7 separate regions of the Mus musculus genome follow, and regions 1, 2, 3, 5, 6 and 7 are each linked to region 4. A link is a contact called in public HiChIP or PLAC-seq data. All regions are on one chromosome and are shown on one strand. The core of a region is the stretch at or near the end of the contact, and the rest is flanking DNA. Distances in the headings are between cores, read along the strand shown. Region 1 has its middle 75 kb from the start of Mir8110. Region 2 holds the start of Sall1 (spalt like transcription factor 1). Region 3 has its middle 32 kb from the start of Mir8110. Region 4 has its middle 160 kb from the start of Gm24212. Region 5 has its middle 71 kb from the start of Gm35850. Region 6 has its middle 23 kb from the start of Gm19935. Region 7 has its middle 8.2 kb from the start of Mir8110.

Region 1 (3,788 bases), core at 1,182-3,681, 870 kb before region 4:
CAAAGCAGACATTTTATTTTTTATAGATTATAAAGTATGATACTTGAGGCTGGCCTTTGGGTTCTACACATGTACACACACACACACACCAAAAGTTACAGTCCCTATTCTGTATTTAAAATATATACAGTTAATAAGGACAGTACTGTGTTAGTAAGAGATGCTGTCCAGGCAGACTTCTCTTTTCTTCTTCTCATGTGCCCTTATGGTCTCTACTTAAACCTCTGTTGTATGTAACAAAGAAAGGCAACAGATGTGTTTGGATAAAGGATAGAGGTAGAGACACAAATGGACCTGTGAATCCTGTCCACAGGCCACCACAGCTGTCACCATCCGTCCCACGCCTCTGCATGGAGAATTTGATCTTTTGAGCTGTGAGTCTGGCAGTCTTGTGGCTTTTCCACCATTGGTGGTAAGGCTTCTTACAGTAGCGTGGTCACTTGGTGTCTCCTCAGTGAGCCCAGGACTGTGAGGAGTCTGAGGGACCCTGAATTCCCTTCTACATTTACCCAGCAGAGACCACCACCAGAGTCCCGGCCATGAACTTCAGCTGCTTTGGCAGGACCTGCACTTATGTCTCTGCTCTGCAGGAATGAGGGCCCTCAGGACTCTTAATTTGTGGGAGGCAGGAGTTACTGTGTGAGCAAACTGGACGTTCTGATGTCTCCCTGGTAGCCAGACAGTAGATGTGCTGTGAAGGTTTGTCTCTAGCAACCAGACAGTGGTTGTGCTGTGCAGGTTTGTCGAGTGAAAGAATGAGCGACTGAGTGAACAGTGTTGCTTTCCCTGGGTGACTCACTTCTGAGGTTCCTTTTTATCTCTGGGTTCCTGCAGGCCTGGCTGGGCCCTGCTGAAGGGCCTCGGATCATGCCTTCCTCCTACAAGCAGATGCTCTTTGACCTAGAGCAGAGTTTCAAGCTCTAGAGAGCTTCTAATCTCCTAATCTGTCACAGCGAGGGCCACCAGGCCCCTGCTCCAGCCAAGTCTCCGCCCAGCTCTGTCTCACCTGGGCTGACCCCTACATTGCCCACTCTCTTTCCTCTGGAGTCAAAAATCCCTCTGAAGGCCCTTCCTGGCTAGAGCTGTGGCTCGCGTGGGAGCTCACTCCCCATCTTGCTGACACCCACACTCTGTTGATCCCTCAAAGATCCAGTCCCGCAAAGGAATCCTCGACTTTCGAAAACTATAGATTGATCAAAAATTATAAACAGATTGAATTGACCCCAGGGAACAGAGCTAGTGTCTGCCCCATTGATACGCCAATGTTACAATGGTTGCTGACTGATTGGCAACCAGGAATTCCCAGAACTGTTTTCAGGGTAGTTGGGGCTGGAGGGAGGCACGGCTTCAAAGAGACTTTGCACATCTTGCCCTATCAAAAATAACAGATCACGGAAGCGTAACCTCTCCCCAGAGCAGATACGCATTTGCAAGGCAGCGAAACTACATAATTACAGACATAACGCGCTAAAAATAGGCCCTGTGCCCGCACAGGCAGCCAGAGCGTGGCACCCGAGCACAGCACTGCCACGTGTGGCTGTATTAATAGGGGCTGTGGCACCGTCCCAGGTGACAGATGAGGTGACTCGAAGGATTACAGCCACGGAGCACAGAGATCACGGAAACGTCCTGTTGCCCAGTGCCTGCTAAGGACTTGAGGACAGGACAGGGCAGAGGGAGCTGGTGCTCCACAGCTCAGTTACAACTGGAGCGAACTGTGATTGTGGGTCTCAGGACAGCTAGGACGACGGCTGGGGGATGGATGAGGTTCCCCAGACAATCACTGCACAATGTGTTGAAGGGTTTTACCCTGCCTCAAAAATATGCACACTAATTATGTGTCAATTAGAGATAGGCAAGAAGCTGAAGCTCAGAGAGGTTAAACAACTCTCCCAGAGCCACACAGCTAGAGAGGCAGTCTGAACTGAAGACTGACCTCAAAGGAAATTTTCTTGCCCGCCGCATCCCCAGTTGATTTACTAAGTCCGCCATTTCCTCTTGACTTCTCATCATGGCTAACCAGGGAAGGAAGGAGAGAGCCTTCTAGAACATCTTCAGGGCACAGCTGCCTTGATTATTATTTCATAACCTCTTTCCCAGCTGGTCCAAGCCAGCCCCTCAGCTCTGTTTCTAGTAGGCCAGAGGCTCCCACCCGAGGGGCAGAGAGCTGCCCAGGCCTGTAAGCCTTAGGTCAGTGCTGCTCTAATGAGGAGCCTGTGCTCCGCCATCTGCCTCAGGTGCGCCAGGCACTGATGGTGGGCTGACAAGAGCAGAGCTCTCAGCGCCTCCTGAAGCAGCTGGCTTTTGTGGAATGGATGCCGGGAACTGACTTAGGTCAGTAAATGGCAGGACAGATTCTAAGACTCGGGCCACTGGGCTCCAGGGTTGATACTCTCTCTCCTTGCCTGACTCACTGGCCACCTCCCCAGCCAATGAGGAGTCTCCAGTATACAAGAGACGCTTTCGGCAATTGACTTTTCGCCACAGGCCCTCTTCCTCCTGCGTAAGCTCCCACACCCTAACACCTGACACTTGCCCTATACCCCCCCACCCCCAGCCTCCCAGATCCAGAGCCAGAGACATATATCTCAGTTTCTTCCTGGAAGCTCCACAGCAGACAAGGAGCAGGTCAGCTTTCTTCTGGCCCTGAGCTATACCCCAGAACCTTCCTTAAGCCTGGTAGCTTGAAGAGTCTCAAGCTCCCAAATTTTCCTGTTTCCCTGGTAAATTTAAGGTCCTCTCAGCACAACTAGGGTCATTCGGGAAGAAGGACCCTCCATTGAGAAAGTGTGTCCATAAGATTTGCCTCTTGGCGAGTCTACAGCATTTCCGTAATTAGCGATTGATGCGGAAGGCTCGTTGCAGACAGTGCCGGGTGCCACGTCACATAAGAAAGCAAGCTGAGCAAGCCACGAGGAGCAAGTCAGTAAGCAGTGTTCCTCCATGGCCTCCGTTCCACCTCCCTTACCTTTGTAGCGTGTAATTATAAAAGTCAATCCATGCTATGGCCGGCTAGGCAACGGCAACGGCAACGGCGGTCTTCCCACACCCAAGGAAAGCCCCAAGCCGCGGCGGTCTGCCCAGGTTCCTGCGGTTAGCTGCCGTTTCCAAGCCAAAATGGGGATAGCCATGGGCGCGGAGAGACCGCCGTTGCCGGTGCCTCGCCAGCCATAGTGTGGATTGATTTTTATAACTGCACACTACAACCTTGAGTTCCTGTCTTGATTTCCTTGAATAAAGGACCGTGATATAGAAATGTCAGGGAAATTAATCCTTTCCTCCCCAAAGGAGGAGGTTACCATGGTGTTTTCTTAGCGCAATAGAAACCTCAACTAAGCTGCGCGGTGGCGCACGCCTTTAATCCCAGCACTTGGGAGGCAGAGGCAGGCGATTTCTGAGTTCCAGGACAGCCAGGGCTAACACAGAGAAACCCTGTCTCGAAAAACCAAAAAGAAAGAGAGAGAGAGAGAAAGAGAGAGAGAGAGAGAGAGAGAGAGAGAGAGAGAGAGAGAGAGAGAGAGAGAGAGAGACCTTAACTAAGATGCTGATCAAAGCTGGGAGTGCTTTCTTTCCTGGGTACACAGAAAACAGAAGGCGGTAGTGAATGAAGGGTGAGACCACGGTGGCTGACCAGGCTTGGATCTCAAAGCTCTGACGTAACAGTCAGACAAACGCTTTCTTCCACACTACACAGGTCACACACTTGCCTGGCTTTGTTTCAAAACGCATGCAAGGCAGGGTATGACGGCACACACTTGTGATTCCAGTGAGTCCAGCGCGGACAACAT
Region 2 (3,824 bases), core at 403-2,902, 780 kb before region 4:
GGCAGCCGGGGCCGCCGAGCCTCGGGTCTGGTCACTCTCCAACCGACGCAGCGGAGAGTCAGGCACAAAGTCCGGTGACCCCGGAACCGAGCGTAGCCTCTGGCCTGGGAGCTCGGAAACTCTGCCCTAGAACAGTTCAGGTCAAGCTGGGGTCGGAGGGGGTCTTCCCTCAGTGACCCCAGTTCCCTGCGCGGGTCTCTCCCATTCTAGGCCACAGTTCCCGCACACAAACTTTTCCCTACTCATTCAGTCCTTTCGGAACCCTGCCTTCATTGCTCGGCTGGCTCCAGGGGTCTGGCGGGCTAATACCCGGGACCCAAGAAAGTGTCTAATGACCCTTACCAGAACGGGTCCCGAAGGATGGGACTCCATAATACGTGGGGTGCACACATCCAAGCCCGACTTTGACGGGTTATGGGTGCAAGTGTGGAAAGAAACGACAGGAGAACAAACTTGGGAAGCCGGACCAAGCGACACTTCCCTGTCCCTAAGTCAGTCTCCAGAGCGACCGGCAGCACTCGGCCGCGACCCCAGGATGTCGCTCCTCCACCCCAACCCCCAGTTCTCACGGCTCGGAACCCCCAAAGGTACCATGTTTCGCCCGCTAGCCAAGTGGGAACGAGAGTTTGGGGGGGGGGTGGGTACGGAGAGCTCCCCACGCGCTCGGCGTTCAGCCACCCGGACGAAGTAAACTTCTTTAACGTTGGCCGCAGGGCTGGGCGGTGAGGCCCAGGCGACAGAGGCCCAGCCCGGGGACCCGGGTGGCGCGCGGGGAGCGGGAGAGAGCTCGCGTGGGCAGCTCCAGATGGCCTCTGCCCGAGAGATCGCCCCTCGGGGCGGCAGGGTCGTGGCCGCGGCTTCTCCGACCCTCTGGGCGGAGGAGCGAGCCGGCCAGTCGACCCTACTCCGCCCAGTCGAGGACACGGAACTCCGGAAAGCTCCAGCCGGGATAGGCTGGCTCTCCCGGGACAGGGGAAGCCTGGCCCGGCAAATTGAAATCGAGGAAGCATGAAATAAAATCAGACGCGCCGAGTGCAGAAGGCGAAAGCGGCGGTGGGCGCGGGGCCCGCCGCGTGTGCGTGGGTCCGAGTGTGCGTGTGAGTGCGTGTCTGTGTGTCCGCGGCGCCGGCCGGAGCACTCACCATCTCGCCGGGGGAGCGAGGCCACTTCGGGGTCGGATTGGAAATGTTGAGGCTTCGCTTGCTTCCTCCGCGACATGCTGGCTCAAACATCAGCTGGGGCAGAATAAAAAATTACTAAAAAAAAATCTTCTCAAAATTACGGAAATCGAGCGGCGGCGGCGGCGGCTCCCCCCGCCCGCCGGCCCGCCCGCCCCCTCCCCGGCTCCCCGGCCCCGGGCACAGCGCGCATGTGTCCTGCTATAATTATGATTATCAATAATGCATTGCGATTAATCATAGAGGGGCTCTTTGAAAGGCGATTGGCACCGGGCCAGCGCTATTCAAACCCGCTCGCCTTAATCAATTAGTTCGTGATTTGCTGCAGACCCCTGTCTCTCCGCGCGCTGGCCCAATAAGCCGGCCGCGGGGCTGGCTCTGCGCGCCGCGCCGCCCGACTCTTGGTTAACCCTCTTGGCGACCGCCGGGGACTCCGCGGCCCGGCCGCCGGGGGCCTGCCTCCTCGCCACTGCGCGCCCAGCGCCCCGGCCGGCGCCCCCCGCTCGTTCCCCTCCCCCCTCCCCCGCCCTCCATCCCGGGCTGGGCCGACCCGAATTAGCATGCTCGCCCGGGAGCCTAGCGGAGCAGGGCCGCGTGGGGGTGGGGCTGGCGGCGGGGGCTGGGGACCCAGGCTGCGGGCGAGCGGCGAACTTCCTAACTCCCGCGCTGCGTACTGGCCCGCGAGGGGGAGGGAGTCCCGTGGCGGGACGGGGTAGGAGAGGGCGCCCCATTTCGTGAGTGTTCCTTCATTTTCTTTAAGAGCTACCAGAAAGCAGCCCACCCCCACTCTCATAAAAAAAAAAAAGCGAGTGGGGAAGAGCCAGCCCCACGCCAGTCCGCCTCCCGCTCGCTGCCGGGCCTCCCTCCCGCCTGCCCGCCGCCTGGCTCGGAGATCCTTCGCCCAGAGTTCTCCACTCTCAGGATCCCGGGCTCGCGGGGGTGCGGAGAAGAGGACCCAGGAAAGGTTTGGGGACGTGATGGGTTTGGGGCTTGGGGGGAGGGGCAGTTTTCTCGCCACCCCATCCTCTCCCTGCCTGGGAGCGGCGACCCTCCAGCCTCTTGCTGGCTCCTTAGCTCCCTTTCTCTACCTTGGACATTCCCGGGACAATTAGGGCTGAAGTTTTCGGGAGAAGCGCCCCGAGCCCGTGGGATAAGGGGGCGGCTCGGCTCCGCCCAGGACCCCCTCCCGAACCTCCCCCCGGCCGCCCCGGTTGGCTGCAGGGCGCGTCACTCCGCGGGGAGGCGGCGGCCACCGTGGCGCCGCCAAGCTCCGGGCGGGTGGAGAGCAAGGACCTGCCTGAGCTCCGAGTTCAGCTTCTGCGGGAGGGAGGGGAGGGGCGCAGCTAATTCTGTGCTAAGCAGCGCTCCCCTGGCCTGGGTGGTGCTGCTGGAGCCAGACCCTAGGCACCGCCTCTACCCTGGACCCTAGTGCTCCGTGTCCTAGGGGTGGAGGCCGCCACCTCGTCGCAGACGAGGTGGCTACCCGGAGTGAGTGAGCATGGAGGGGGGGTCCTGTTCGTTGCCCTGCTAGCTACGCCGTGACTCGCCTTCACTTTTCCGACACTTGCTACGTGCGGCGCCCAAACTTTTCTCTCCATCTCTCTCTGTTTCTCTCCCAGAGCTGGGAGCCAGCCTCTCTTACCCGCTCACGGGACCCAGGGATCCGGGCCCTGTACTCCCTCTTCCGGGTTTGGGCGCCTGCGAACCTGAGGCTTGGTCCTCGGCTTAGTTTAGACCTCCTCCTGCCTCGGGGTTTCCGCTCGCCGAGGTTCCCGAAGTCCTGCACCCGAAGGACTAAACTAACTAAACTTCGGCTGAGTAATGGGGGTGGAGGCGGGGGAGGGGTGCAGATACACAATCCTTGCCCTATCTCGCGATCAGGAGAGGAGAGGGCTCATAAGGACGCCCCAATTCTGGAGCGCCTTTGAGTCTGGATCGTGACACAGTCGGCTCGCGCGAAGTGGGCACTAGCCTTCACAGCAGAGCCTTGGAACTCAGGACCCATGTCGCACTCTCTTAAATGGCTTTTAGCCCCTTTCCACGGTTCTTTTTCCCCTAATCTTTTGTGTGCTAGTTGAAAGTATCTTTTTATGTCTGCTGACTTTATACTTCTTGGTTTAACTTCTGCCTTCTTTCCTTCTCCCCGTCCATCCTTCCTCTCTCTCTTTTTTTTTTTATTTTGTCCTTGCTCTCCCACCCCTCGCGCGTCTCCCTGGTCTCCGGCTCTCTCCCGCATCTCGCTCTTCCCTTCTCTCCAGGTTCTGTTGGGTACTGTAGATTTTGATAAAAAGACAAACGAAGCTATCAGTGGCTCTGATGTTGAAGAATGAAGATAATAATGTTTCCATAGGTGGTGTTTCAAATGCCATTATTTCTCACTGAATATTTAAAGAGATCTCTCGGCAAAGATGGATTTGCGCGCTCCTGGGGTGCTAGCCGCTTACTTTCCCCAAACCCCCGGGAACGTGATCAGACCGGAACACTTTTAAATCTAGCACTCTCCCCTACCCCGCAAATCGGAGCGCTTGAAAACACACCAACGTGCACCCCTCAGGGTGCACCGAAGCTTCCAGGCGCACCTTTCTTCCTTGAATCTGCCGGTATTTAGAGCCGCCCTCAACAGTCTTTAACATTCTTGGCTTCTTG
Region 3 (3,971 bases), core at 121-2,620, 830 kb before region 4:
TTGTTCGGGACTGATGGAGCTTCAAGACTTACCAGCCTGGGATTTGTGGAAACAGCGAGGTCAGGATTTGGAGATGAATTCTGGGGAATCTTGGCCTGCACGCTTTGTGATATTTCCTTGGAAAATTGATGAGTCTTTGGGAAAGTTTCCAGGATGAGCCATCTGTGTGTGTTATCTATACCTGAAGTTCATTGGCCCACACCTGAGAATAAAATGAGCAGTATTATAAAGTGTTATTAATGGACTTGTTGATTATACTCTGATAATTATTAGACTTGAAGACTGGAGGACATAAGCTGTGATGGCCTTATTGCTCATTATGTGAGAGACAGAGACAGAGAGACAATAAAAGACCTTAAGCAAGTCTTTTATATAAAAATAGTTCACTGAATCTACATTTTTAACTTCACTGAAAACCCCTGGACAGAAGCTATGCAACAGAAGACATGCCATGCTGGCTCCCCACACTTGACATGTACCAGACTGAAGAACAGAGACACCAGTCAGTCACACCGGGGCTCCTTGAGTCAGGACACCTATAGTGTACTGCTGGATGCCCCTGCTTTCTCAGGTGCTTTTCAAGTCCTTGCAACAGGAGGAGGTTGTGGGGAAGGACCTCTCTTTCTCTCACAAAAACTTCCTTTTCTGTGGAATTGAACCAGGACACTTCTCTTTCAGAACCAACCTATGATGTAAGTTCTCTCACCTGTGTCTTTAGAAACAAACACCCAGCCCCCGCCCTTTCCTGTGTTCCCCAGGGAAAGCCTCAAAGGTCACCGCCTGCCGCCTGCCACGCCATCCCTCTTCCCTCCCAGACATTTCGAGTCAGGATAAAATCCTAAGTCTGGGAGGTGGGGGGTTAAAGCCAACTTTAACAATCAGTGAGGTGTGCAGTGGGGATGGGGTGGAGGTTCAAAGGGTCACAACCACAAATTTCTAGACTCTTCTTTTAGTGGTCTAAGTCTAGGTTGAGAGGCTAAGAGTTGGTCTTTCAAAAGTTCAGTCTACCTACAAAGGCCAGAGGGAGCAGCTCAGATGCCCTCTGCCATTGCTTAGCATAGCAAAATTAATACGAGGCAAATTTTTTTTGTTTTTAAACACAATGTCTTCTACACCAGGAGGACCTTATACTCTTCCAGCCTCCACCTTGGGGGGCTGGGAATACAGTTGGTTTTATGCAGTCCTGGAGATCAAACCCAGGGTCTCCTGCAAGCTAAGCAAGCTACATCCCCAACCCGAAAGCCTTGATAAAAGCAGTCATGTTTGCATTGGGAGGATGGACGGGGCAGGCAGAAACAATGAACGTGTTGCTTTGGGTGGTGCTACTATGGCCTGGAGGTCCCCACAGGGCGGTGGTGACTCGATCACCTCCTCGTCCCCACCCTCCCCCCATTCCCAGAACAAGACAGGAGATTTGTTACTGCTGATGTGTGGCCTGTCCCAATGAAGGGGGCTTTTCATTAACAAAGTAGCGGGCGGTGTCATCTTCCCTTGGGTCGGAATCATTCACTATTTGCACAATGTGTTATTATTGTATTTTTAATTGAAATGTAAATTCTGGGAACACTCTGACCCAATTTACTCACAGGGAAAAAAGGGCAAAATTCTCATTTTCAAGGCTCCAGAAAGGCAAGTTAGTGTTAGTAATGATTAAGCTTCCTCCTCCCCCACATTGGGGTGGGGTGGGGGCCGGATGGGACCTTCTTACCCAGGCACAATAGTAACATTACCCCATCCTCTGCGTGCATTTGATCAGGGAGGTAGCCGACTTGCAAGGGAGGGGAGCTCACATATTTGTCCCAGCCGTCCATTCTGGGGTTCACACCTGGGCCAGGGGAACGGCCAGGGTGTATAGATGCAGTTTCAGGGTTTTAAATGACAGTGATGACTGATGCTTGATTAAACGATTGATTGAGAGGGGGGGATCATTGCTTCGTTTATTTCACAGAAACCCTCTTTGTCAAAACAGAACCAAATGGAGACAGGGTGGCTCAGGGACTCAGACTGTCCCTGATATTACATGCTCACCCTCGGCCGGCTAGAGTTTCTAGAACTTACTCTAGAGCTCAAAGGATTGTTTGCAGCAAGCATACAGAGGAGAGAACCCACCAGCAGGCAACAGGCATATGAGTGCCTACTAAGTGTCAACTCTTGGCATGCAGCAGGCATCTAAGTGCCTACTAAGTGTCAGCTCTTGGAGATTGACAGAAGGGAAACATGGAGTAAGTAGTGTTGTGTTTCTGTCAGTTTTAGTGTCTGCTCAAAGTTCACCTGCCAACAATGGAGGTGTTCCCAACTGTCACATCTACTAAAGACACCCCCGCACACACCCCAGCTTCTCTCTAAGACCCCCCCCATACTACTAACTTCTCTCTAAGATACCTCCCTCTTTCCCAACTCACCCTCTGCTCTTCTTGCTCCTGTTGGTATTTTCCTCGCAGTGTTGTTCCTTGCTGTGAATTATCTTGCTGAATGACTGCATATCTCCTTCCATAGCTTCGCTCTCACTAGATGTAAGAGGGTCCCCAGGTCCCTGCCCAACTGCTATGTTCTACCCTGTATTCTCAGGCCATAGGAACCTAGCACCCCACAGTGACTAACAAATATTTCACAATCAGAGGATGCATGTGTACAGGTGGTACAGACTCCATCTGGCTCTGAAGCGTGTCATGTCTCCTACTGTGTCATTTATTGATTCTATATACGCCTACTGTGTGTCACAGGGTGAAGAAACCCAAGGACAGAGAGAAACAGGGAAGGCCCAGCCCTTGCTGTAATGTTCCAGACTAGGGAACTCGGCGAGGATAGTCCCTCCTTCCTATCACAAAGGGGCACCTGGAATACCTGGAGATGCTTCTGGGTCTACAGGTGGGGAGAGCTGCAGCTGCCATTCAAGAGAAGGAGAAAGGTTCAGCTAAGCACTTGACAATGCACAGGACAGTCCCAAATGAGTCATCTGGCCTTAAGTGTCCACAGCGCTGAGGTCGGGAGGCAGAGTCAGATGAGAATGGTTCATCGAGTTCACTACAGAGCCCTAACTGGGATGACAGGGACCCAAAACTCCAGTGTGGGTAGGCATTGTTGGAGCGGTGGGTGAGGAGCCCAGCAAGGTGCAACTCCAGTGTGGCCAAGAGTGAGGCCTCTGCACCTGCTGGTCCTCTCGATTGTCAACCTAGAGAGGCAAACTCTGGCAGGGATTCCTTGGTCCACCCATTGTCCTGTGGATGGGAAGGGTGACCTGGATCATAAGATCACCTAGAAGCCTTTGCTTAAGGACAAGGTCCAAGTCCCTGGTTAGAAAAGGACAGTCACTGTAGAACGAAGGGAGGCTCATTCTTCCCTCAGTGGTAGAGGAAAAGATTTCTGTGTCAGTGGTCACACGCACCATCCAGAAAGAACTTCTCCAACCCCTGGGTTAACAAAGACCCACCTTTTTGCTGCAGGAAAAGGAAGTACAAGAGAAAAGAACCAAACTGTCTTTTCATGTCCCTCAGGCAAGTTCCTTGTAGATCCCTACCACAAAATGAAGATAAATTAACACAAATGCCAGCAAGAGAGGGGGATGGGTGACACCAAGCAGCGAATGAGGACCCTGAGACTTTAAGCAGGCGACATGCCCAAACCAACAAAAGCCAGCTGAGCACTGTTATCTGCTATTGGATGAGTCCCCAGGTCAGATCTTCCAGGCAGGGCGTGTGGTTTTCTTTTTAAAGTAACTTGGCATTTTATACTATCCTCTTATAGCACATGGACCAGACATTCAAGGCAGGAGTGGAGTGGGGTGGGATGAGGCAAGGAAGATGTGTGAAAGGCCTGGGTCTCCTCCTTCTTAGGGCCCGGGGCTCTGACGCTGTGTGTTCACAAGCCAGGAGCCAATGCCAAGCTAAAATTGCATCTGCCTGCTGGTAGAGAATCCTTCTGAGTAGAAGGGAGCAATTCATGGGTCCCTTTGGAGACTCACGTTCGTTATC
Region 4 (3,976 bases), core at 1,171-3,670:
GGATTAGAAGAAATCAGTGTTGGAGAAGTTTAATGATGAAAGCAGTGTTATCTTTTTATCTCTTCTGCTCTGCTCTTTATTACATGATTTTGCTGCTGCTTCAGCCAGAGCTGGGGTCTATCTCCTCCCCTTCCATGTGGGCTCATCCTGTGTCTCCTTCTGATGACTAAAATATACTGGAGTAGCATTGTGTGACTCTTGAGGTGAGCTGTAACTGCATCTTTTATTCCTCTGATGTAATTGTCACCACAGAGGCTTACTGCCTCCTTCTGCTAACCTAGGTCTAGTCTGGAAGGTTCTAGCCTTTCTACAATCTTTTATCTAGGCCTAGCATATTTTAAGTCTATGAGACTTACTGCTGAATAAACATTCCCTTTCTAGTTCTTTCTGAACTCCTGGCTGGTTTGTCAATTCAGCTGTTTTGGCTCAAAACTCTTTTCCACACTAACTGATTCAAACTGGCTTCTTTCAGCTTCTGTCTGAAATGTGCTGTTTGGCCTCGTACTACCTTTGGCAATATGTTCTAATCTTCTGGCTCCTTTTTCTTCTCTGGTTCATTCTGTTTTCACCTGGGTCTAGCTTGTTCTCTCTCTGTTACCTCTCTCTATGTGATTGTCTCGGTAAAACTGCCCTTTCTCCTTCCATCTCTTGCTGCTGCTCTCTTAAGTAGCCTCTCTTTCTCCTCTCTTCTCATGGGAGTTGGGCAGACCCTATTCTGTCAAATCTTTCTCTGATTCATCACTTTGTCTGCTTCTAAATTAGACATCACTTTCAGACATGGGTGCTTCCTTCTACAAACTAATTTTACCTTCATTGTTTGGGATTAAATATGTGTGCTAAGGGCATGTCTGGATTCCAGCCAGAGCAGTAAGGTAGATAGATTAAAATCCCTCTACACTAGTCTTCAAATTCTAGCTGATTTTGCTTCAATCCTCTTGCAGTAAGGTGCCATAATCCAAAAAGGCCCAAGGTAGCCCATCTAAAGAGGAGAAAATATGCAAAGAAGGAAACCCAGAGTCCAGGGCTTATTCCCTGGGGTGAACAGTAGCCATTTTTGCCATGAGTGCTGTTGGGACATCAAGTCATGGAAGCCACATTACCCTGGTCAAAATGCAGAAAAGAAAACCAGCCCACCTCTGATCCCTGCCCAACTGATGATTCCTACACTCAATTATAAGTAAAGTAATAATTGTCTTAAGTCATTACATGGTGGAGCAATTTGTTAAGAAACAAGATAACTGACATACACTTCAGAGTCCAGAAAAGATGAACAGTAAGTACCTCAATGTGTTACTGTTTCTTCTAGGAGGAAACTTGAATCTGTAGTGATTTCAAGGTCTCCTTATCTCTGCATTTCAAACTGTTTTCAAGGAAAGTTTACTACATTTAAATGTAGAGTGTTTCGAAGAACTCTGAGGGGGGAGTCAGATGTTTGAATGTTTGATCTCCACTTAATAACATGTATCCCTCGAGAAACATGAGGAGTGGTGATGAGCTCAAAATGTATTCACTGGTTTTCTCATGCCGGAGCCATGCCCTTGGTTCTGATATACCAAAACAAACCTCATCTAAGAACACATTCACAATCTAGTTGGTGAGGAAATATAGGATATATTTGAATAAATCTCCTTCAAAATCAGAATTATTTCTTCTCTGTGAACCCTGCATGTGTGTCCTGTGTCAAGTCTTTGTGTGAGAAAACCTGTGGCTGCCTATGTGCACTCTCTCCCATTATTACTTTGGTGGGTTTGGGAAATTCTCAGAGAAAAGGCTATCAGCACAAAGCACTTATGATATATTCATTGAAATAGCCCTAAGAATTTATTTTCCCTGAGACTTCTATTGATCATGACAGCTCTTATGTGATCTGTTTGTTAGGTCTGGGGTTTCTTGGTGCTATTGATCAAGTAGATTCCTTTGTGAAGAGCTACATTGATTAGTTTCCTGACAAGCTCTTAAGGCCACTTGCAAAGCTGTCACGGGTGATATTTGCCATCACAAGAGCGGGGCTAGCTCATAATGTCTCTCTGAAAGGAGGCTGAATAGAAGACAGATGAGTGTGGACTACTTGCTCTGTGCTAGGTAAACACCCAGTGATCCATCTCATTGCTGCTTTTCCCTGGGAGAGAAGATTAATATCCTTGCAGTGAACACTCTTCCCTGCCCTTAGCATCTGCACTAGAAAATCCCACTCAGACATACAAGGCTCATTTGAAGCTGCCTTGTTTGAGTATGTCGTTGTGGAACCACTGTTCTCTACAACTGCCCCAAATCCCAGTAAACAGGTCTCAAAATCTGGATGGTATATAATAAATATGCAGCATCATGAAGAATTCAATGTGAACAAAAGAGGAGTCTGAACAATAGGCTCCAGTGCTCTCTGACAAAAGAATACCACCACACAAGGACAATGGACACATGGGAGTTCCCATTTCTTTACAATGAAAAGTACTTAATAGCTCATGCATCTGAAAGGGAACAAGAAGGCCTGTTCAAATGCTCCTTCTTCTAGGAGCCAACCAAGGGTCTCTTGCAAGGGCATGCAGAGGGAGGTGTGACAGACAGGGCTGGCACCAGAGGCTAACAGTGACTAAAGCAGCCTGTGGCTTAGAATCCATGCAGTAAAATTCAGAGGAGTTTTATAGCTGAATGAGATGGTAGTGAGATTGCTTGTTGGTATGTTTGCAGAATCTTACATAGAAGAAGTCTTTAGGCTATATGGGACAAAAACTGGCCAGGCTTGTCCCTTCAGTCCATTTGATGTGCTTTTTGATTCAAAGAATTCACATCAATCAAGTAACTAGTGGCTCATCTAAAAATATGGAGCGAGACATTCACTAGCAATATGAGCTTGGACAAGGCAGATCTTCCTGCTGGACCTCAGCTCTGAGCATTACAGGAGAGAATGTGTGTAGAGCCAGATGACACCCCAATGTTGACTTTGAGTCGCTTCTATTTGTATTCTTTAAAGTAGAAAGTGCTCGTGTCATTTAGGCAATGCCTCTGCCCATCAGAGAGGGAGAGACTGTGTGTGTTGGGGTGTAGAAACAAGATGGGAGAAACATCAAACTAAACAGACAAGTTTAAATGAAAGGTACTCTGAAAACCGATTATATAGTCGACTGCAGCCACACTAACTGGATTCCTGAGTGGGAGGCTGGAGCTGTAAAGGAGAGAACGGCGAGAGAAGTAAAGAGACCAAGACAAATTTTCTGATCATGGCCCAGAGTTTACTAAAAATCTGTGCTTATATAGGCAGAAAGCCCATCTCCCACAGATCCACTCTTGATGCCTGTTGCCAGCCTGTAAGCGGCTGTCTGACAGCACTGGTTTGGCAAGAAGGTGTCAATCACTAGGTTGCTTGCTGTCTGCAGAATCTCTCTGAATCTCTCAGCAGGTAACAGTGTCTCAGAAAAGAACAGCTACGTGACCAAACAATAGAACCATCTAGGTGGGAAGGCTCCACCCCAGGTGGTCTCATTCTCAGTGGCATCCAGGTCTGAGCCAGCCTACTCAGGGCTGGGGGAGGCTACAGTATTACTTGTTTGTTCCTTCCCCAGTGAACATTGAGGACAACAAAAACAACCCCAAAGAGGTCAAGTCCCTCATTTGTTTTCCTAGGGACTCAACACTCGCAATGACAGGAGCCCATGTGAGCATTTACTTTGTGACTAACAGACCAGAAGTCTGACATTCTTTATTAGGTGTGGGGGAGGAATGGGGCTGTAGACCTTGCACGAAGCAGAAAGACATTGTCCCCCACCTCCACCCAGGGATCTTTACATGGGAAGATCATGGATCATTTTCCTTTCAAGAGAAGGATAATTGCACTGAAAGGAGAGAGCATTTTAAAATTTGCAAACCATAGGACATGTGTGTTTTTGCCCACAGGATCCTTGGCTTATCCCTCCCATTGTCCCGAGGGAGATGAGCTCAGGAGACATTCCTGTCTTCATCCTGGAGCTGAGTAGCTGAA
Region 5 (4,181 bases), core at 1,615-4,114, 850 kb after region 4:
ACAGGGGCAGAAAGGAGAAAATATGGTTCTAGAAATACTGTTTCTCAATACACTACGAGAATCACATTCACCCTCATAAAGCCTCAGCAAACTGAAGAAGCACCACGTGTGAACTTGCCTGTTGGCATGGAAGACTTCAAGAGGATGTTTAAAATGGCAGCTGCAGGCCCAGTGGGTACATCTACCAAACGTCCTCACACCTAAGGCTCAGGGAACATTGCAGAAGAGGAGGCAAAATGGTAAGGAGTCCTAGGATCAGGAAGACTGCTGTGAGACTGTGTCTCCTCATACGGAAGCTACACCCATAGAGTCTCCCCAGTGTGACACCCAAACGTGAGCTGAATAAGGACACAGAACTGCATAAGGAAAGGCCCAAGAGGCCTTGACCCTACACAAAGAACTACAGGTAACTGCATGAAGCTTGGAGTGAGGGAGGTAGCCCTCCCCAGGGAAGAGTTTACCTATTAGATCCAAAGGACCATCCCTGAAAACATACACTCGAGTGCAATTATTAACAAATTATACTCGGGGCTATGATCTCAGCTACTCTACTGTGGGGTATCCACATGAACTTATTTCTAATTCTCCGTATCACACAATAAATAAAATAAATAATAAGAACTAAAAAATGAAATGACCCAGAGAAAGCTAAAGATTGCATCATTTCACAATGTGGAAACTTTCTCTTTTCTCTCTCTAAAATAAAGCTTTATTGTACCCAATACTCTTTCAGAAGTATCAAAGAATTCAACAAACAGAAATTTATATCCAGATAAAAAAGAACAAGAGACCAGAAAAAAAAATATTATATATAAACATAATTCCACATCATCCCCAGCCCCCATCCCAGTATAATACAGGGTCTCCATTATTTTGTTTAAGTTAGGAGGCAAGAGAACCATCCGGTGCTTTAATCCTCAAGTCTCACAAGTTAGGATCAAAAGTCTACCCTACATTCTAAGCTTATAGACAGACAGCTCTTGTAATTAAATAACAGGCTGGTGTGTAAAAAAACAAAACAAACAACAACAACAAAGTTGCTGAAAATTGGGGAAGGTGCAGTTTCTTGCACAAATCCTTGAAGGTCTGATGTATTGAGTCTTGGTTACTTTATGAACTATAAAAATTCAGGTGTGCTGCTGTTAGCTTAACACGTGGGTCTTGGTACACACCCTACTAGAATTCTCTCTGCAAGAGGTCAATCTGACTTCATGCTACACTTTGTAGAATAAAGAGAGTAAGCCCTTAGCACACAAAGGTAAACAATGTAGCGAGTTCTCTCTCTTCCCCCCTCACCATCATAAATGTGCTTCGAGTTTTCCCAGTCCTTGGTGGGGGCAGAAAACACTGTGTTCAGTTTTGCTGTGCCTAACCGGAGAAATCCCTTAAAGCTTGGGGTGGGAAGCGGCAGACGGCAAAAGACTGATGGTTGACTCTTTTGTTTGGTTTTTATTGTGCGTGACTAAATGTATTAGATGTGTTGGATCACAGAGAATGTGTGTCCGTGAAGCCCAGAGCTGTTGAATCTGTATGCATTTTGCCTACTAATATTGCTTGCCCTTTCCAAATACAAAAGGCCTCCACACTGGCTTGGTATCTGAGTCACTTTAATAACACTACAGTCGGAACGTGCTCTGGGAGTCTTTGGTAGGAAACCGGAGATCCTTTCTAAAACCTTTCCATGGGATTGGTTTTCCATGATTTTTTTTTCTTTTCCAAAACTATGCAGGAGAAGCAGAAGACAGGGTCCAGGAAAGGAGTTGATGGACAGAATGGTTTTGGGAATCACTCTTCATGACCCACCACAAACTGTAAGCAAAGGCACATACAATTATATTTATACACACACACACACACACACACACACACACACACACACACACACACATATATTACCTTGAGTAACAACACCCTGAGAACTGGATGAGGGGATTTATTTTTTCAGTTGTCCTCTATGATGCTATGATGGCTGCTGGAACGTGGATGACTCAAGGAACAGGCCGTTCTGCACAAATATGGCTTGCTTTTTTTTGTTTTGTTTTGTTTTTTGTTTTTGTTTGTTTTATCTTGTTTGTGTTGATGTTGCTGTTTGCAGATAGATAGGGCTGCTTCCAGATACCAGGGGGAGAAATAGAGCACAGACAGGGTTACATCAGCCTTACTGTTCTTCCTTCATAAAAAGAAAACTGAAATTTATTTCGTTGTAGAAGTATAACAAATGTCTTTCTTCAAATCTCCTTTTTTTTTTTCAACGCAGATTTTCAATTGAGGAAGATTATTATTTGGGGCGGGGGCGGGGGCTACCTTTGGCAACATCTTTGCTCCAGGTTTGGAAAAAAAGAAAAAGAAAACGGGGGTGGGGGTGGGGGGAATCCCTCAGCAAGAGGATTACTGCCGAGCTTTATTGCCCTGTCACAACGCCAGGTACTCTGAGTTCAAAACAAAAGGTAATGTGATTGGAGGGAGGGGCTGGCTGCTCCACACCCTCTCTCTGCTGTAATGCAGAATGTTGAAGAAGTCTGTTTCTTTGTGCCTTGGTTTCCCCGACTGCAGAAGGAGGGCTTTGAGCTAGATTACCCTTAAGGCCCCCAAAGCTCAAAGAAACCTGAAGCTCAGATCTGACCGTGTGCCTGCCCGCCTGCATTCCAAGCAAACACGCTTGCTCCTCCGAACGGCTGTTTCCCCCATACTCCTAATTGACGATATTTTATACCTGAACTTACAATTTCATCACTTTACCTACCCCATACCATTTAAGGTCTCTCCTTTTTGCTTTGAAGTTCAAAGAAAGAGAAGACTTTGTATAATGAGGATGGCCCCTTTGAAATGCTCCCTGCGCAGCTGCAGGCTGGCAGATTCCGCACTGAACGAGGAAGCCATTGTGATGCAGATGGACTTCGAAGTGCCTCTGCAGCAAGAGCATTTCCACGGGCCTTTACTGTATTTCTTCTATTATTCATAGAACACAATGTAAATGAAGCCATAAATTTTACCCCCCACACTAGATGTAGAAAGAAGATAATGGAAATTGTGAATTATGAATGAATCTCTGTTATTGTAATTCCTTAAGGATTCTGACGGAGATGATTAAATTCATGCAAAGACACAGACTGGAAACTTTCCCGCCTGCGTCCTCACTAATGCTTCTTGGAACCTCACAAGGAAGGGACAGACTAGAGAAGGTCTTAGTTGCCCATTTACCTGCCAAATGATCTCACAGATGATCTACCTAAGCTTGGATGGATTAAATAGTCTCTCTTCCTATCAGAAGGGAAGAATGGGGCTAGATCAGTGTCTCTCAAGTATCCAAGCCTGTCACTTGGGAGCCCAGGAAGAAAACCTACCCTGAGTCCTACAAATTTATTTTTTTTTTTTCAGGAAACTGGAGAAAGAAGAAGCCACAGGAAGGGGGAGGGGAGATGTCTTTCTCAAGAAGATGAACTCCATGTTTAATGAGTTCAATGATACAGACTGTTTTGGTTTTTTTTTTTTTCTTCTAAATTTGTTTTGATAACAAGAATTCTGGTCAATGGCTCTCTCGACCATGGTACACCGTCCTTCTAAATAATGACAGCAGACTGGTTTGGATAACGACACAAAGTGATTAGCAGCACTTCACTGGAGTGAGACCAAGCCTCTGGAAAATCTCAGCCTCAATCCACTTTCATCCTGTACCAGGCTTTCTGAAGGTTAGAGCCCCCCCCCCAAAAAAAAAGGAGATAGGAGATGATATTTAACAGTTCAAGCATCGTTCGGAAAGAGTTCTCTTCTGCAAAACCCCAAAATAGACTTTTGACATTTTTATACAAGGAATATGCATGAAGAGATGAAGCTGTGGGCACAAGCAGACTTCGGTTCGGAAGCGACTTCTACTCTCAGACATAAAAATCATTTAAAATGTAGGTGTGATTACACAAGGTAGGAGTGAAAGATGTTAACATTCGCCGCAACCTAGCAGATGCAGGGTGACCTGGGAGCATCCAGTCTGTACCTCAACATCCTTCTCTGTGAAACATCTGGACCAGCTGGTCTTCAAGGCAGCTGAGATTTAGTCTTTACCCGTGTTCTTGTGTTCCCATGGATGAAATTTGGACAGTGAGGTGACGTAGGGGCTAAGACACCATCCTGGGTTAAAGACTTGGGAAGTTCCCACAGAGAGGTAATGCAGGCTTTCTACAAAG
Region 6 (3,870 bases), core at 1,348-3,847, 970 kb after region 4:
TGGGTCCTTTCATCAGCTTGCTTTCTTATAGAACCCAAGACTACCAGTGCAGTGATGGCACCACCCACAATGGGCCCTCCCCGCTTGATCACTAATTGAGAAAATGCCTTACAGCTGGATCTCAAGGAGGCATTTCCTCAAGAGAGGCTCCTTTCTCTGTGATAACTCCAGCTTGTGCCAAGTTGACAGGAGGTGGGGAGGAGGAGGAGGAAGAGGAGGAAGAGGAGGGAGAGGAGGAGGAGGAGGGAGAGGAGGAGGAGGAGGAAGGGAAGAGGAGGAAGGGAAGAGGAGGAGAGGAGGAAGAGGAGGAGGAGGAAGAGGAGGACTTACTTTGGCTTATTGTCAGTTGCCAGTTCCAGAGAGTTTGGTCCATGATCTCTCAGATCCATTGCTTCAGTCATCGTATGCCGAGCTGATCACAGAAGGGCACTCTGCCTGCAATCCTCAAATTTGGAACCTGAAGCTGATGCAAGAGTTCCAGACCAACCTGGACTACATAACATAGCAAGACTGTGTCTGGAAAATAAAATAGCAGGGAGGAATGCAGCTCAGCAACTGAATATGCCTGACATGCACAAGGCCCTGGGTTTGATCCCCAGTGCCAAGGGAGGAAGGGAGGGGGAGGTGGGAGGGGCATTGAGCACAATTTGACACGGGAGAAAGGAAGTAGGCCCCCAGCTTCAGACTATAGATAGCTCTGAATCCTCAGTTTTTGCCTGTTCTTGAGAGCCAGTCTATGCAACTTCTAGGACGAGCGTCTTCTTGACATTCCTGAGTGTTCCTAAAATGGCTCATGCTTGCTATCCTGGCTGTGTCTGCTCAGCACAGTTAAGGAAGGTGACAACAAGCTGTCTCTCTGCACACGACACGAGGGATTACAAAGGAGACATCTTTGGCTTCTGGATTCCAGAGTTTTCTCCATGGCCCCAAAATCCCTGCTCTGAGAATGTGCAAGACATCCATGCTCAGGGCTGCCAGGCTGGCCTGCATCTCTTTGCCTCTCCTGCCCTCTAGTGGTCACTCCCCATGCTGATCTTTCCACACCATTTTTTTGCTACTGAGTTTTAAAATACAAAACCTGTAAAGAAAATTCTTGCAAATGTATCCAATGCTCAGTGGAACTTCATCTAGCTTTATATGTATTCGACATATCTATTTCTATATGTAGCTTTAAGATACCTTAAGGCTGGACTTATAGTTAAGTGATAGAGCACTTCCTTACCCAGCATACACAAGATCCCAGGTTTTATTCCCCCAGCACAATAATAATAAACTTACCTGTGCATTCATGTACCAGATGCCAATCCCACAAGCTAGGCCCTCTTCAGGAGAATCACAAGTTCAAGGCCAGTTTGGTCTATATAGCTAGTTCTAGGCTAGCTTGGACTTTAGAAGGAAAACCTAGTGTGTGTGTATGTGTGTGTGTGTGTGTGTGTGTGTGTGTGTGTGTGTGTGTGTGTGTGTGTGTGTGTGTGTGTGTGTGTGTTCTATTTTAAGTGTGTGTGTGTGTGTGTGTGTGTGCGTGTTCCATTTTAAGTATATTTTATAAACTTATTACATGTTATTATATTAACATATTATATATAAATAATAAGTTAAAATGTAGCTTTTATGTTCATGAAGCCCTAGCTAGAACGACTAAGAGTAAAAGTTCTAGTCAAATGTTCAGTGCAGTTGATGGTGCTGCAGAGGATACAGGGGATGCCCTAGAGCGTCCTGAAAGGCATCCTGGGAAAGTGAGAGTGAAAATATGAAGGGTGAGGGACCAGAGCTATGATGGCAAAAAGCCAGGGAGTTAGCAAGTCAAAACTTCTGTGTCCAGGGAGAGTAGGATGAGCTTGAAGAAGGGAACATAGAGCTGTGTGGCTGGAATGTCAAACACTGGAGCCTGGGATGGTGGGAATACAGACGGGAGGACTACACGGTGGTCTTCGTGTGAATCTTTGTCTTTATTAAGATGAACCGTTCATTCTCCCTTTCCTCTCTCCCTTCCTAGCCCCCTCCTTCTTCCTGTCTTCCCTTCCTCACTCTTCTTCCTTTCTCCTTCCTTCTTTGCTTCCGGTTGTAAACCCTGGCTGCCCCTTGGGACCATCTAGTCAAAACCTCAGCCAGCAAGATCATTAGGGCTAGGATGAGCATCTCTGGTTTTTAAGGTCTCCCTGGGTGATTCCAGTGTGTGGCTCCAGGAGAAGCCTCCTGGAGACCTAAGAAAGCCTGAATTGTTCGCTTGCCTTTTCCTCCCTCTAGTGACTGTTCTGTGCTCCTAAATCTGCTCTAAACCTGCAGGCAGATGTTACCTCCAAGAAGGTAAATTCTCCTGCCTGACTCTCCACCAGATAGTTGAAGTTTTGAAACAGCGCCCAGGGTGCTGGAAACCCTCAGACCCCAGCCATCAAAGACCTGCGTGGAGGACAGGGAGCTGTGTATACAAATATGTCCAGCCCGGAAGAAACTAAAAACCCTACAGCCTTTCACTCTTTTTACCCTGCCCCTGGAGGAAGCAGGGCCAGCCCCGCCCACACTTCCTTCTCCCCACCGCACCCCACCCCCACCATCCCTTGCCTCTGTTCCATTCTGTCCCCTAGGTGGTGCCAAAGAGCAGTGAGCCTGTTTTCTGTTTTGTTGTACTTTGATCAAGATTAGATCTCTGTTTTGAAAAAGCCCCACTACCGGCAGGTGGAAGAGGGTTTGAAACTGGACCATAGCATCAGAGGAGAGCAGGTCAAAGCCATTAGTAACGCAATTCTGGTGCGAGGTGATGGTGTCATGGCCGCTCTGACTGTAGCAGAAAAAGAAGAGTCACATTGTAGAGAGTGTTGGCTTCCTGTTGGCTTGCACACAGCAGCCAGCTCAGAGAGGAGAGGGATGCGTCAGGGATGTTTTTAGATTCTTGTTTGAATAAACAGATGGGTGTTGGAGTCAGTTCCTGGGGCAGGGAACAGAGGAGCAGATTTCAGGGGTGGAAAATAAGAAAAGTACCAGGGTGGTTATGAACAAATTCAGGATAATGGGCTACAAGAGCCAGGTCACTGTACTCATTTGTGCAGTAAATAATCCAGGCGTGACGGCAGGTGCCTGGAATACCGTGCTTAGGAGAGATGGAGGCAGGGAAACCTAGCTCAAGTTCATCCTTGGATATATAAGGAAGCTTGAGCTAGAGACCTTGTTTCAAAAACACACGCATCCTCACATGGATACACACATTTTCAGCCCTTCGTAATTATCAGGCACAGATTTAAGCTTTTCTCCTTCGAGAAGTTAGACTGGAGCTCGTCCTCTGGTCTCTGGGTAGGACCCTGCCTTACTTCTGCCAGTTGAAAATCCAACAAGGATTTAGCCAGTTCATTCTCAGAGCTGACCACACAGGAGGCACAAAAACCACAATGTTCCTCTTGACTTAAAGAGTTTGTGTCTCTGGGGAGTTTGTATGTTTCTCTTGCCTTCCTGGCCTCAAGTTTATAATCCTCCTGCCTTAAGTCTTTCCAAGTGGTAGGATTACAGAACACCAAGCTTGGCAGAAGATTCCATTTCTGACCTGCTTTTCTGACCTTGACAAAGTAAACTTTTTCTGAAAGTTAAAAAAACAAACAAAACAAAACAACTGGAACCTAGAAACCACATTCACCTGGGACATGACAGTAAAACTGTTCAGGTCTGAAGAAAGGAAACCCACTGTCCTGTTGTCTCATCCATGAACCACAGGAAATATTTCTCCCTGTAAGTCACAGACCTTAACACAAAAGGGCTTTGAGACAGAAAGGACAGTGGGCTTCATCTCAGCACTTTGGAAGTGACAACAGAAGGAGAGTAAGTTCCAGGCTAGCCTGCTGTACGGAGGAAGACTGTCTAAAACTAAAAAAGACAGGAAGG
Region 7 (4,198 bases), core at 18-2,517, 810 kb before region 4:
AGATTCACATCCTCTGCTTCACTCTCAGCTGAGGTTCCAAAGTCAGAACTGGTTGCCTATACCTTGCTTCTGAGTCCAAGTCCTTCACCCACTCATCCCTGACCCGGGCGCTGTGCTAGGGCCTGGGAGATTCAGTGATGGAGAAGGCAGTAGAGTCAGTCCCTACTCTCAGGAAGAAGACTGTAAACCAATAGACAGATCCAATAAACATACACAAAGAGGCAAGGCAAGACAATTCCAGGGTAAGAGAACCAGAGAAGCAAAAACCAAAGAGGGGAAGACCGCCATTGGGAGTGAGCACAGCTTCATTAGGCTGGGGGTGGGGTGGCCATCCAAGGCACCTCTAGAAAGTAAGACCTGAGCTAGTACCAGAGAACAAGAAGAGTGGAAGAAATTTGGGAAAAAAAAACTGACAAATCCTGAAACTGCAACTTTGTAGCAATAGGGATGGGGTGGGCGTTGCCTGCTCTGGGACCCCTTTCCCAGTACTACGTTCCATCTCCCAGCCTTGATATGAGAGTTTGTGCCTGGTCTTATTGTATCTTATTACGAGATTATTGTATTTTACTGTATCTTATTATGTCTTATTTGGTTGATGTCCCTGGGAAGCCTGCTCTTTTCTAGGGGAGATCAAGGTGGGAGGGGAATGGGAGTGGAGGTGAGGGGGGACTGGGAAGAGTGAAGGGAGGGGAAACTACAGTAGAAACTATTGTATAAGAGAAGTCTAAGTTGAAGGAAGGAAGGAAGGAAGGAAGGAAGGAAGGAAGGAAGGAAGGGAGAAAGAAAGCAAGCAAGGAGAAAGAGAAGAAAGAGAATAGGTCTCATCTCTACCATCTCTCTGCTGTAAAAGGATGTTAAATCTGAGTACAAGGCACAGCACAGAAGCAGAGTGGACGACTCCGAGTCTACCCCACGATGGTCAAGCCCATTGACCCATAGACTTCCTCAGCTCTGTATCACTCTGTAACGTGGACCACAAACGCATGACTTGCTTTCTGATCTCAGAGAGGCAATGGCTCCTATGCTCCTTTTCTGTCTCTATCATAACTGAGAAGTTTTCTGTGGAAGGATCCGAGTTCAAGGTATGGCCTCTGATAGTGCACTCTCCTGTCTCTCTGGCTAGCCCTACTCCACGCTTTAGGTGCAAAATGCTCTATAGCAGCCACCCGAGAGAGTCATTAGTCATCATCTTGGCTGAAGCAGCAGCTCTTAGAAAAGCAGCTTGGAGCCTCAGAGGCCACTCCTCTGGGCAGTTTGCAGGACTGTAGGCAACAAAACTAACTTGGCTTGTGTCACTGATGTTTGCCCACACCCACAGACAGTGCCCAAGGCAGGGGGAGGGGCTGAATATTTGCCATTCCAGGTTTGAAAAGGTTTTCACGAACTCTTTTCCTGGGTGTGGCTATACTCCAGTGTCCTCTGCATCCTTCTAGACTCTTCTCTGCAGTCTTCTGGCTCACGCTGCGACCTCCATTGTGCTGTGAGCACCAGGGAGCAAACCCGATGCTTGCCAAATGGCAAGTTAGAAAGTGCTTAATAGTTTACTAATTGTCTCAGTCTGTTTGCTGTTGCTATAGCAGAATTTCTGAGACTAGGTTTTGGAGTTTTGGTGTTTTTTTTTTAATAAAGAAAAAGGGTTAACTTGAATAATGGCTCTACAGCCTTGGAAGGTGCTCACCTCTGCCTGGCTGTCAAGGGGACAGCCTTGTGGTAGAAAGGGAAAGAGAGGTCAGGAAGCAAGAGAATGCTAACGAAGGAAGCCAGCCTTCTTATTTTATTTTATTTTATTTTATTTTATTTTATTTTATTTTATTTTATTTTATTTTATTTTATTTTATTTTATTTTATTTTATTTTATTTTTTGGTTTTCCGAGACAGGGTTTCTCTGTGCAGCCCTGACTGTCCTGGAACTCACTATGTAGACCAGGCTGGCCTTGAACTCAGAAATCTGCCTGCCTCTGCCTCCTGAGTGCTGGGATTAAAGGCGTGCGCCACCACGCCCGGCTCTTATTTTATTTTTTAAATGATACCCACCTTTGTGTAGCTAGCCCATTCTGGAGGGAACTGAATCCATCCTCTCTCTAGGACAAATTCCCCAAAACTCAAACACCTCTTAAAGGTTTTAGAACTGTCTTCCCCCAACTCTTCAGGCCTCATAACACCTTTATGGGGACTAAGGTCATGATGAGATTTTGAAGGGAACAAACTACTATCAAACTACAGCTCTAGCCTTTTACCATTTGATGAAGGCAGACAAAGGCGAGAGATAAGGACTGAGGAACTGTGGGAGTTAGGAGTGGGAAGGGGATTCTGGGTACAGCTTGTTCCCTGCAGGGCTCAGCGTGTGGGTCTCTGATACAGGATTTACCTATCATGTGAAGGGCCCTGAGCCTGAGCCCTACACTGAAGAACATATTTCTTTCTGGATTACTTAATCCCCTTCTGCGGGAAGCTAGCCTGTTTAAGTTTCTGTTGTGACTGGGCCCAAAGCCAACCTTCTCCGGACAGAGATGATAGGAGTTTCTTGCCAGAGGAGAAACACAGAGTCTGCAATAGTGGGCATCCCATTGAAAAGACCAGGCTTGTGGAGAGAAATCTCTGATTTATTCGTTTTTACTAGCAAACTCTATTTGTCTATAGTGGCGACTTACTTTCGAACATTTTGATACATGACGGACACAGTGGACTTGGATCATATTCATGGTCTGTTGCCCTCTCTGGTTCCTCTCTCTCCTCACATTAGTCCCTTTATACTTTCATGTCTTTAGGATATACCTACGTTACACATTTGAGACCGATCATATAGTGTTTGATGAAGTCTGGCTTATTTGGTCTAATATGAACATTTCCATTTCCATACATTTGCCTTCAAATGGCATAATTTCATCCTTCTTTATGGTTAAATAATATTCTATTGTATATATTTACCACAATTTATTTATCTGTTCTCCCAGGCTGAAAGATCCTGAATATAATTATTTTTAAAAATACATTATTCTGCGAGGAAGGGCCTGTGTGTGTCATGGTGAGGTCAAAGGACAACTTTGTGAAGTCTGCTCTCTCCTCCCATTGTTATGTGATGGGTTCTAGGGCATGAACTCAGGTGGCCAGGCTCATACACCAAATGTCTTTACCCACTGAGCCATGTCCCCAGCCTGAATCCTGAATACAAAGAGGTTCTCTGCCACTTACGCAGACACTCCGAGACAGAGATTGGAACAGTGCCAGTTCCCCTGCCTCAGTTTCTTCATCTGCTGTGAAGGATGGCATCTTTGTGTACTCCATCCTCTCTAGCAGTGTTAGAAAGCAAATCCTTGGGAGCCCAGGATAGTCACCATGGAAGGTCCAGACTCAGGAGCTCTGCTCCTTTTTGAGCACCTCCAGGGAGGACTTCCTTTTGCAGGAAGCCAAGGTCCTGTCTGATTCCTCCCTAGGGGGCTTCACGCCACGAATGGTCTTTGTTGATGTGTCAGGCAAGCTAATTTGGACAGCTTGGGCAGGAACTGTAGGAGTCCCGTAGGAGTGAGTAGCACTTAGCTCCCTCAGCCACGGTTGTTGAGGTGTGAGAAGGAGACAACACTCAACTGGTTGGAAAAAAAAACCTGGAAACTAGAACTTTGGAATAAGACCTTCAAGTTTTAAGTGCTGGCAAGACTTTCACATTTGTTAGCCAGGCTACTTGAGCCAAGCGAAACACTCAGTAGAAGGAGTGGCTGGAGTCTCCAGGCTGTGGCTGCCTCCCCAGGCACTTTCGGAACTCTGAACACATTGCTTGTTCAGATGGCAGAATCTCTTGGAAGACCCCCAATTCTCCTCCCTCTTGGGTTTTGCTCTCTCAGGTCCTCCTATGGCAGTGGTTCTCAACCTTCCTAATGCTGCAGCCCTTTAATGCAGTTCCTCATGCTGTGGTGACCCCCAACCATACAATTATTTTCATTGCTACTTCATAATTATAATTTTGCTGCTATTGTAGCATAAATAAATATATGATATGCAAATGACCTTGGGTGACACTTGTGAAAGGGTCATTTGAACCCCCAAAGGAGTTGTGACACCCACTTTGAACAACCACTGTACTAGAGTTTCACCTGAGCTACTGTGAAGACAGCTAGTAGTTGTGTCTGAAACCCTATTTAGAAATAGGATTTTTACAGATGTTATCAAGTTAAGATGCTGTCTAGACACTTCAATATGGCAG

Evidence for each region. HiChIP or PLAC-seq counts read pairs in DNA pulled down with a chosen protein or histone mark.
Region 1: a contact with region 4 is called in an H3K27ac HiChIP or PLAC-seq map of embryonic stem cells, with 7 times the contacts expected there. The contact joins two enhancer-like sites. A contact is called at or near these places in 2 of 484 Hi-C or Micro-C datasets (both in embryonic stem cells) and 8 of 115 datasets of contacts at active chromatin or transcription factors (embryonic stem cells and stem cell-derived neural progenitor cells).
Region 2: an H3K27ac HiChIP or PLAC-seq map of embryonic stem cells shows a contact between it and region 4, with 3 times the contacts expected there. The contact joins the promoter of Sall1 here to the enhancer-like site in region 4. A contact is called at or near these places in 10 of 39 promoter capture datasets (the 3T3-L1 cell line, the C10 cell line, HPC-7-derived erythroid cells and 5 more), 1 of 484 Hi-C or Micro-C datasets (embryonic stem cells), 9 of 115 datasets of contacts at active chromatin or transcription factors (embryonic hindbrain, embryonic stem cells and neural tube) and 1 of 9 other capture datasets (embryonic stem cells).
Region 3: a contact with region 4 is called in an H3K27ac HiChIP or PLAC-seq map of embryonic stem cells, with 4 times the contacts expected there. The contact joins two enhancer-like sites. A contact is called at or near these places in 1 of 484 Hi-C or Micro-C datasets (embryonic stem cells), 5 of 115 datasets of contacts at active chromatin or transcription factors (all in embryonic stem cells) and 1 of 9 other capture datasets (embryonic stem cells).
Region 5: a contact with region 4 is called in an H3K27ac HiChIP or PLAC-seq map of differentiating embryonic stem cells, with 19 times the contacts expected there. The contact joins two enhancer-like sites. A contact is called at or near these places in 2 of 484 Hi-C or Micro-C datasets (both in embryonic stem cells), 10 of 115 datasets of contacts at active chromatin or transcription factors (differentiating embryonic stem cells, embryonic basal ganglia, embryonic hindbrain and 3 more) and 1 of 9 other capture datasets (embryonic stem cells).
Region 6: an H3K27ac HiChIP or PLAC-seq map of embryonic stem cells shows a contact between it and region 4, with 10 times the contacts expected there. The contact joins two enhancer-like sites. A contact is called at or near these places in 1 of 39 promoter capture datasets (neural stem cells), 2 of 484 Hi-C or Micro-C datasets (arterial endothelial cells and cerebral cortex), 10 of 115 datasets of contacts at active chromatin or transcription factors (embryonic basal ganglia, embryonic forebrain, embryonic limb bud and 2 more) and 1 of 9 other capture datasets (embryonic stem cells).
Region 7: an H3K4me3 HiChIP or PLAC-seq map of embryonic stem cells shows a contact between it and region 4, with 14 read pairs. The contact joins two enhancer-like sites. A contact is called at or near these places in 2 of 484 Hi-C or Micro-C datasets (both in embryonic stem cells), 8 of 115 datasets of contacts at active chromatin or transcription factors (embryonic basal ganglia, embryonic stem cells and neural tube) and 1 of 9 other capture datasets (embryonic stem cells).

The regions. Positions count from the first base shown.
Region 1 is chr8:88,947,675-88,951,462 of GRCm38.p6, forward strand. No RefSeq gene overlaps it. Among named protein-coding and RNA genes, the nearest start is that of Mir8110, 75 kb to the right of the region's middle. Within about 2 kb of position 2,432, at least 28 of the 459 cell types and tissues checked have an H3K27ac peak or open chromatin away from gene starts, as enhancers often do. A contact at or near this core is called in embryonic stem cells, where this site is marked.
Region 2 is chr8:89,041,210-89,045,033 of GRCm38.p6, forward strand. It overlaps Sall1 (spalt like transcription factor 1), which reads right to left and starts at 1,653. Exons shown (of 3, transcript NM_001371070.1): 1 at 1,143-1,653. The coding sequence starts at 1,218. Gm3134 (predicted gene 3134) reads left to right here and starts at 34. Exons shown (of 3, transcript NR_166639.1): 1 at 34-587.
Region 3 is chr8:88,990,596-88,994,566 of GRCm38.p6, forward strand. No RefSeq gene overlaps it. Among named protein-coding and RNA genes, the nearest start is that of Mir8110, 32 kb to the right of the region's middle. RefSeq lists a cis regulatory region at 1-3,971. Within about 2 kb of position 1,371, at least 8 of the 459 cell types and tissues checked have an H3K27ac peak or open chromatin away from gene starts, as enhancers often do. A contact at or near this core is called in embryonic stem cells, where this site is marked.
Region 4 is chr8:89,821,346-89,825,321 of GRCm38.p6, forward strand. No RefSeq gene overlaps it. Among named protein-coding and RNA genes, the nearest start is that of Gm24212, 160 kb to the left of the region's middle. Within about 2 kb of position 2,421, at least 14 of the 459 cell types and tissues checked have an H3K27ac peak or open chromatin away from gene starts, as enhancers often do. A contact at or near this core is called in differentiating embryonic stem cells and embryonic stem cells, where this site is marked.
Region 5 is chr8:90,668,092-90,672,272 of GRCm38.p6, forward strand. No RefSeq gene overlaps it. Among named protein-coding and RNA genes, the nearest start is that of Gm35850, 71 kb to the right of the region's middle. Within about 2 kb of position 2,865, at least 48 of the 459 cell types and tissues checked have an H3K27ac peak or open chromatin away from gene starts, as enhancers often do. A contact at or near this core is called in differentiating embryonic stem cells and embryonic stem cells, where this site is marked.
Region 6 is chr8:90,792,949-90,796,818 of GRCm38.p6, forward strand. No RefSeq gene overlaps it. Among named protein-coding and RNA genes, the nearest start is that of Gm19935, 23 kb to the right of the region's middle. Within about 2 kb of position 2,598, at least 177 of the 459 cell types and tissues checked have an H3K27ac peak or open chromatin away from gene starts, as enhancers often do. A contact at or near this core is called in embryonic stem cells, where this site is marked.
Region 7 is chr8:89,014,409-89,018,606 of GRCm38.p6, forward strand. No RefSeq gene overlaps it. Among named protein-coding and RNA genes, the nearest start is that of Mir8110, 8.2 kb to the right of the region's middle. RefSeq lists a cis regulatory region at 1-4,198. Within about 2 kb of position 1,268, at least 39 of the 459 cell types and tissues checked have an H3K27ac peak or open chromatin away from gene starts, as enhancers often do. A contact at or near this core is called in embryonic stem cells, where this site is marked.